3 separate regions of the Macaca mulatta genome follow, and all the other regions are linked to region 1. Evidence: chromatin contacts called from public Hi-C data. All regions are on one chromosome and are shown on one strand. The core of a region is the stretch at or near the end of the contact, and the rest is flanking DNA. Distances in the headings are between cores, read along the strand shown.

Region 1 (2,822 bases), core at 133-2,632:
AATAAATATGCTCCCAGCTAATCTTTTGGGGATTTTATTGGCACCCGGAGCACAGGTTCCTTTCCCCTGACTACCCCCTCCCCTCAAAGCAAAGCCCTGCTCCCCAGCGGCTTCCCACAAGCATCGTGAGGGACTTGGGTCAGGCTTTTAAAAGTCCACTCTAAGTGAAGACAGAAGAGGTCCGGGCAAAGGTGAGGAGTGGCTTCCCGATCCTACCTGGAGGCCGGGGATGACCAAATGACCTCAAATAAACCCTGGGTGACCTGGTTGGATCAAGGCATGCGCAAGCTACCCCGGGCCTGCTCCACACGCAGAGGTGGTCACCTGGCCCGCGGGCGGCCCGGGCAAGGAGGAATGTCTCGAGAAGGCAGCCGGCTCGCTGGAGTCGGTTCCAGCGTGTTCGAGTTACAGCTGCGAGCCCTCAGGGACACCGGCGGCAAGTCCCGGCTTGCAGAGAGGGGAGCCAGTCCCGGGAGAGCGCGAGTCCCGGCGAGCCCGAGTGCGCGCCTTATGCGCGCTCCCCGCGACGGCGCAGGGGGAGGGGAGGCCGCAGCAGCCACTCAGAGGAACGGTAGTGAAGCCTCCCAACAACTTTAACTGTCAATCAGACTTAATGGGGTATTAAAAAAATGGGGGAAAAAGGGGCCGCCCTCTCTCTCCGAGACGCAGCTGCCCGGGGAGCGAATGAATAGGGCCGCGCAGACCAAGGCGTCCGATCCACGCGCGCTCCACACCCGGACCCTCTCCAAGTTGGAAAGGACAAAAAGAAGGCAATAAATGCTAAAAAGGGAGAGAAGGGGAGCTGGATCGAGCGGCAACTCCCAGCCTCTGCTGGAACAGAGAGGGGAGGGAGGGAGCCGGAGCGAGCGAGCGCGCGCGAGGGCGAGCCCTGCACGTAAAGAAACTGACACCCGGACCCCCCACTTCTCCTGCACGTTGCTGGCAATCAGATCGCGTTTAAGCAATTTCCTGAGCCCAAGAATAGCAATGAGTCGGGAGACTTTCGCGGGCTGAAATTGGGAGCTCCAAGCACTTTTGTCCCCCACTTTTTTTTTTTTTTTTCCTGGAGACGGGGTGGGGGTGGGGGCGCTACAATTTGGAAACAGCTTTTTTTTTTTTTTTTTTTTTTTTTTGTTTAATCTTGCACTTTGAAACCGCGGGACCGAGGCAGGGTGAGCGCGTGTGGTTGGTGCCTTTTTTTTTTCTTCCCCTGCCTGAACTCCTCTGTCAGTCTGTAAACATTACCTGAGAATTCCCCAGCCGAAACGGCTGCTGGGGCAAGAAACTTCTTGTTAGAACTTTCCACCTCCAGCTTCCCCCTCCACCTCTTTTACAGTCCCAACCTTAGGAGACGCTTTTTCTCCCCCAGAGGAGAATTTATCTTTTTTTTTTTTTTTTTCTCACCCAGTGCTTTGCATTTGGGAAGAGGTGATTTCAAGAGTGGCCAGGTGGGACGCCTCTCTCCTTATTCGGTTTACTATTTATTGTTCGGGGTGTTTTTTAATTCCTGTATTGCTCGGCCCGGGGACTTTCGCCCCCTGCCCGGCTCCGCGGCGCGGAGGATGGTGTGGAAACGGCTGGGCGCGCTGGTGGTGTTCCCTCTACAGATGATCTATCTGGTGGTGAAAGCAGCCGTCGGACTGGTGCTGCCCGCCAAGCTGCGGGACCTGTCGCGGGAGAACGTCCTCATCACAGGCGGCGGGAGAGGCATCGGGCGTCAGCTCGCCCGCGAGTTCGCGGAGCGCGGCGCCAGAAAGGTACCAGGCACTGCGACTCCAATGAGTGGGGGGCCGCAGGGGAGGGGGTGAGCCCACCTGCTGCCGCTGCGGGATCCCGCTCCCGGGAGCTGAGAGTCAACGGCCACCCCACTCCCCCGTGCCACCCACGAGTGCTGAGCTAGTCGGTTTCACCTTGTAAATTTCCCGGGCACCGGACTGTCTTTTTTGGCAGGTTCAGAGTTGATCCACTCCTTTGGGATCGGTGGCTGGCTGGCTATTCACCCCCACCCTGAAACTTAGGAGACCCACCCATTTCCCACATTCCTGCCTCCCAGAGGAAGGTGTTGTGCCCCCCTCCCCCGCCTTCCCCCCTTTTTCTTGCCGCCACCCTGGTGAGTGCAGGGTGTGCGCACTCCTGGGTAGAGCTGGGAGCCGCCTGCTAGCTGGCGCCTCGTATTTTCCTTGGCAACCCGCTACCCAGCCCCAACCTGGGCGGCTGCAGCTCTGAAGACACGAGAGGGGGTACTTGGTTTGGGTTTGAAAAGGGAAGAGCGGTCTGGCCGGACCGACACTGAGAGGCCCAGGTGTTTGGAAAGCAGGAAAGAGGAGGCCAGGGTAAGCAGCTACTGATAAAGAGCCCTTGTTCTCACCTTCAACCCTGTCCCCTCCCCCCAGCACACCCCTCAGGGATCTCTCCCCCTTTAGCTGGAAGGTGGTGCTGCAAGGAGGGTCCTGCCCACCAGACACAGCCTTTAACTTTTTGGTGGTTCAGGCACCCCTTGCTCCACGTTTTGGAGACCTGGTGCCGGAGAGCGGGGAGGGTGAGCAGGCTGTCACCCAACCCCAGCGCAGGCCAGGCTGACTCACCCGGTGACCAGAGCCATCGGGAGAGGGAGGCAGGCCAGGCTGTCTCCAGCCAGCCCTGTGAAGAGGAAGAGCGAAAACAGGGAATTAGTTTGAAACTTAAACTGTTGTGAACTAGGGGGGGGGAAAGGGCCGCAAAGCCAGCTGATCTGACATGGAGCCGCATACCTTGGGGATTAAGTAAACATGTACTGTAGAAAACCAAACCTGCATGTAATTCCAGGTTGCTTTTGTTTTGTT
Region 2 (2,700 bases), core at 66-2,565, 300 kb after region 1:
CCCAGAGGAAAAGGCAGTTTAGCAATACATCCCAAAAGCCTTACGAATCTCACACCCTTTGATCCAATAATCCTACTTCTCTCTAGGAACTAGCAAAAAAAAAAAAAAAAAAAAAAAGATTCACTAAACCATTATTTAATAGTTAAAAAAAATTAAGAGCAGCCAAGGTTATATCATATCTACTCAATGGAGTATTTGCAGCCATTTTAAAAATGACAAAAAAGACCACACAGATTGTAAGAAGACAGTTACAACACAGACTGTGTGAAAATACAACCCAAAATAATGTTACTCCCCGACTTGAAGGAAAGAAACACACCAAAATGTCCACAGAAATCATATACGATTTTTGATAGGTTATTTCCCCTCCCCCATGATATTTTCATAATTAAAAATAAATACATTAATAAAGCTGGGTGATAGGTACATATGGAGTTCATGATATTATTCTGTTTACTTTGTATATATTTGAAATGTTCTATAATAAAAGGTTAAAAAATAAATACATTCATTGGGAGAGAGAAAGAAGGGAGAGAGGGAGAAAGGACTCCAATTCTAGGACCAAATTATTTTGCATGCTCAGGAAGAGCGCAGAGGAAAGAAAACAGCCATCACTTGGGTCCTTCTTACCCCTTCACCCCCTCCACCACCTTTCTGGGGCACACCCTAGTGCTGTTGAAAAACATGTGACACCAAGGTCCTTTGCCATATTCAAAATTCAAAATTCATAAGCTATAAATTCTCCCCCAATGATTTATCAAGCTGGTCTTAAAATTCAGACCCAATTGTGCTGTCTAAAAGGCAGGACTGAAAGGAGTTTCCAGCAATCTCAAATATTTTGCCATGTAGTTGTCCTAAGACTTTAGAGCAGAAAAGTTTCATTTTCCTTTTTCCTTCAGGGGTTTCTGCTACACAAAACCCAATTGTACCTGACAGTTCATTAATCAATCACCAAGATTCTCCATTCAAAGCTAGTATTGTGGTGGCTTGGAAGGCAGATGAATTGCAATTTCATGATCAACTCACATCACACCAGCATGCAAATCCTTCCTCTCAAACGGAGGTTTCTTTACAAGAGAGAAACAAGTGGTCAAGAAGTAGAGTCCCTACAGGCCTTATTCCACTGTTTGTCTCAAAACCATAAACCACATACTCCTAACAGTGAAAATAAGTTTTATTCGTTCAAACTTTGAGCAATACCACTGGAAAGAAAAGGGCATGAAAAGTCTAATCATAAAGCAAAAGGAACCCTGACCAATATGCTAACAGTATGGCATGGGGAATGTGAGCTGACATGAGTCAAGTACAAACATCTGACAGAAACAAGAACTTGCCACGGTTCCCCTTCTGTCTCCACACAGCATGGCTTAACAAGAGACAAAGCACTTTTGGCCTAATATTGCATAATGGCATTTTCGAGCTACAAAGGCCACTCCAGCACAAATTATCTTCTTCATGAGATGACATGAGAGCCTAAAGCACCACTATTATCCATGCGCTCCTTTCAGCCAGGCAGGACTCTGCAGAGCTGCCCTTTTATAGATCAGGTCTTCCTGAAAGGATAACATATAAGATCCTTAGCACTTTGTATAAATAGGTTTCCCTTCCCAAAGCCCTAGCTCTTCACAGGCTGCACTCCAGGTGAGGAGGGGGATGCAGGGGAAATGAGAACCACAGCCTCACCTTCATGCATGAGGTCTGCAGAACGAGAGGGCACGACAAGGGGCCTCATAGGGCAGTAGGGACTGAAGAAGTCTCCTTGAACTTCTTGAGGAAGAAAGGGTGTAAGAGAAAGAGGCAAATGCCCTCTGCATATTTATAGCCTAACACAGGGAGACTGAATTCATGCATTAGAATAGCCAGGGAGATTTGGGGAGAAAACAAACAGGAGAAGAGGACAAGGGTCTTCCAATTCCATGAATTACTTCCCCTAATGAAAGTTTAAGAGGTAAAATTATCTTCCAGATGCTTTTCTCGTGAGCCAACATGCAGTGCTGTGATCAACACATAGACTTCTTACCTCAATGCCAAACAAACTTCCTGAAAAGGGGCGATCAACAAACCGGGGCTTATAGGTGAGCACTGTGGTGCCTTTCAGAATAATGGCATTGGTGTCAAAGCAGGACACATCTTCAACGACCACAAACTCCGTGCCTGGAAAGGACAACATTGTCAATCAAGCCAGAGCTGGGAAGCTAGAAAACACCAGAGGCTGTTGCAAACGAGGCAGCCCATTTCCACCAGGCTACAACATGAACCAGTAAGATTTGTTCTGCAAAACGTCTGCTGACATTTACTAACACTGTCATCCTGAACCAATATTCTGCATCTGGCCATGTGCAGCTAAGCCAACAGAGCCCTGCAGCGGCAGGAAAGACTGGGATGTGATTTCACTCTTTAGAATATTTCTAAACTAGATAGAGAAACTGCACCCCAGTCCTCCTGGGAGGCCTAGGAGATATTCAGCAGTTCACAAAATCATCCTTTCTCTAAGTGATGACCTGATTGAAAATTCCAGGAAGAAGACTCAGGTACTAATGTTGGCCAGGCACTATGTATCTAAGTAGCTATTTACAAGGTTGTTTACAAAGAACGTAGACCAATTTAATGTCGAGATTTTTGAAATCGGTAAGTTTTCAAGTTATTTGTATATATTTAATAGTAAATTCACTCTGCTTTACACTGTATTTTTATCAAAAA
Region 3 (2,700 bases), core at 59-2,558, 390 kb after region 1:
AGATTTTAAAAGCATGAGCGGTTAGCACTGTAAGGCGCCCTGGTCGGTAAAATTGAGGCCCAAACCAGAAAGCACCCATGATTTGCTCTGCTAAGCATCTAGACCCAGCTTGAGGCCACTTCAAGGATTCCCTTGAGGAATTCAGTGTCAGCAAGGGCCGCCAGACTGGTCAGAATCCCAAAGTGTTTACACTCCGGTCCATCAGGGCTTCTGGGCAGCTGCCTGGCACTAACCCCCACCTGGGCTCCCCTACCCAGTGGGGCGGGTGACAGTAGGGATCAGTGCTGAGCCCACGGGCGGGCAGACAGCCGGGCATGACCTTGAGCCAGGCCCCTCCCCTGAGGAGCGGCCAGACCGGGAATAGGAAGGACTGGCAACCGGACCTGGGCGTCCCTCCCCGAGGCGGCCGGTACTGAGCGCTGCCAGCGCCAGGGAGCTCCAAAACCGGGGCGGGGGCGGCTGTCCGACCGGTGGCCCCACAGGGACGGCACTGCCCGGAAGGCGACGCTCCCACAACCTTCCCGCCCCCAGCTCTCGGAACCCTCAGCCCCCTCCAGGGAAAAGAGACACAACGACCCAGGTAAAACCTGGAGGGAACGGCGCCGGGATCCCACACCTAGGAGGAGTGGCTGGGCCAGGGCGTGACCCTGGGGGGCAAAAGGTAAAGAGAAGTTTTAAGCCTGATATCTCCGCCCCAGAGTGTGACCTCGGGTGGCTGATTAAGGCTAAGGCATTCTAGGGAACTGACACCCCACTCCTGGGCGTAATGTGGGGAACTCGCACACTAGGGTCCTGCATTGAGACTACGGCTCAGGCGGACAGGCGCGGACTGACATCTCCCAATTCCAGGGCGCCAGGCTGCTGGGACCCCAGAAAGTGTGCCGGCGTCCAGCAGGGGCTCGGGCTCCCCAGGACACGGACGTCGGGGTTCCCAGAGGTTCAGCCAACTCCGAGCCTGTGCCTGGGGTGCTCGCGGGGACTCGGACGCAGGGGTCCCCGGAGGTGGCGGGCTCGGGGCCTTCGGGGGAGCAGACGCCCCAGGGTTACCCCGAGGGGCTCAGACCAAGGCCGGACGACAGGGCCCCCAGGCTCCCAGCATCGCTCTCCCCCAGGGTGGGCCCGGGCCCCCAGGTCTAGGCGGAGCTCTAGCGGCGGCCCGTGGATCCGCGCCGGCCCTGCAGTTCCCGGCCCGGGCACCGCCCGACGCGGCGCCGCTCGGCCCCTACCTGTCCCGGGCCGCCCGCTCCAGCCCGGCGCTGCGCGGCGCTTCCTCCCCGCCGCTCCTCAATGGCGCAGGCCCGCGGCGCTCAGCCGGCCCCGACGCGACCAATCGAGCGGCCGACGCGCCGGTGCCTGGCCAGCCGAGCGCCGAGTTATCGAGGAGGCGCCCCCTGGCGCCGGCGACCGCTCCTGCAGGGCCGCGGGCCCCTCCAGGGTTTGCGAACACTGGGGCCTATTTTATAGGTGGGGAAACTGAGTCCCAAGGGAGGGCAGGGCCACAAATGACTTTGGTTCAGACAGCATGGGAACCCAGGATTCTTCCCACCTACAACCACCCTGCCTTCCATCCACGCGAAAGGTGCAATCGGCCGTCCGTCTGGGCCACTCCCCCGCAGTCCGTTCCCAACTTCGCAGCCACAGGGGCCTGTGAATTCAGACCCTGCCCTTCCCTGCTTAAAATGGCGTCCCAACCGTACTTCAATTAAAACCCACCTCCTTACAGAGCTGCCACCAAGGTCCCACTAGATCTGGTCCCTTCCCATTTCAGCCACTTTTTCCCCGGCCGCTCTTGCCCCGGCATCCTTCAGTTTCTGCCGCTGGAACTGTACATTTGCCGTTCTGTCTACCTAGGACCCTTCTCCCCAGACCAATAGAAATACAATGCCAGCCACATAGGCAATTTACATTTACTAGTTGGTACATTTTTTTAAAACGAAAAAGAAGAAAATGAACTTCATTTTAATATATTTAATCTAATATGTTCAAAATATGATCATCTCAACATGTAGCCAAAAGAAAAAATCACTAATACAATATGTTAATTTTTTTATAATAAGTTTTTGAAATTCAGGTATATTTTATATTTACTGCACATCTCAGTACAAACTAGCCACGATTCCAGTGCTCAAAAGCCTCATGTGGCCAATCCAGAGCTACAGAATAGCTCTGGATATTAATATAGCTGACTCCCTCTGGCTTCAGATGTTGCACTCAGAGAAGACTTTTGCCTATCTACAGTTTCATTATGACTCACGCCTGTAATCCCAACACTTCAGGAGGCTGAGGGGGGCAGATCACTTGAGGTCAGGAGTCTGAGACCAGCCTGGCCCACATAGTGGAAGCCCCATCTCTACTAAAACTACAAAAATTAGCCGGGCGTGGTGGTGCACACCTGTAGTCCCAGCTACTGGGGAAGCTGAGACAGGAGAATCCTTTGAACCTGGGAGGCCGAGGTTGCAATGAGCCGAGATCGCCCCTCTGCTCTCCAGACAGAGCGAGACTCCCTCTCAAAAACAAAAATAAAAATAAAGTTCCATTCTCCATTACCCTGTTGTATTTTCTTCATGGAACCTAATATTCCCTGAGCTTATCTTAGTTGTTTATACATATGTTGTTCATTCCCTAGTACCTTGAAAACAGATATTTTATCCCTTTCACAGTGTTTCTTCAACACCTAAACATTACCTAGCACAGAAAAGA

Evidence for each region. A called contact is a pair of places that touch in the nucleus more often than the background predicts.
Region 2: a Hi-C map of cortical neurons shows a contact between it and region 1, with 5 times the contacts expected there. The contact joins the enhancer-like site here to the promoter of DHRS3 in region 1. A contact is called at or near these places in 5 of 14 Hi-C or Micro-C datasets (cortical neurons, fetal cortex germinal zone, fetal cortical plate and 2 more).
Region 3: a Hi-C map of fetal cortex germinal zone shows a contact between it and region 1, with 4 times the contacts expected there. The contact joins the promoter of VPS13D here to the promoter of DHRS3 in region 1. A contact is called at or near these places in 2 of 14 Hi-C or Micro-C datasets (blood and fetal cortex germinal zone).

Annotation. Positions count from the first base shown.
Region 1 is chr1:228,099,631-228,102,452 of T2T-MMU8v2.0, forward strand. It overlaps DHRS3 (dehydrogenase/reductase 3), which reads left to right and starts at 1,383. Exons shown (of 6, transcript NM_001260537.2): 1 at 1,383-1,757. The coding sequence starts at 1,563. It overlaps LOC144336139 (a long non-coding RNA gene), which reads right to left. Exons shown (of 2, transcript XR_013407642.1): 2 at 1,108-2,822.
Region 2 is chr1:228,400,831-228,403,530 of T2T-MMU8v2.0, forward strand. It overlaps VPS13D (vacuolar protein sorting 13 homolog D), which reads right to left. Exons shown (of 69, transcript XM_015113831.3): 32 at 2,021-2,154. Among named protein-coding and RNA genes, the nearest start is that of VPS13D, 92 kb to the right of the region's middle. Within about 2 kb of position 1,316, at least 6 of the 40 cell types and tissues checked have an H3K27ac peak or open chromatin away from gene starts, as enhancers often do.
Region 3 is chr1:228,492,501-228,495,200 of T2T-MMU8v2.0, forward strand. It overlaps VPS13D (vacuolar protein sorting 13 homolog D), which reads right to left and starts at 1,309. Exons shown (of 69, transcript XM_015113831.3): 1 at 1,227-1,309.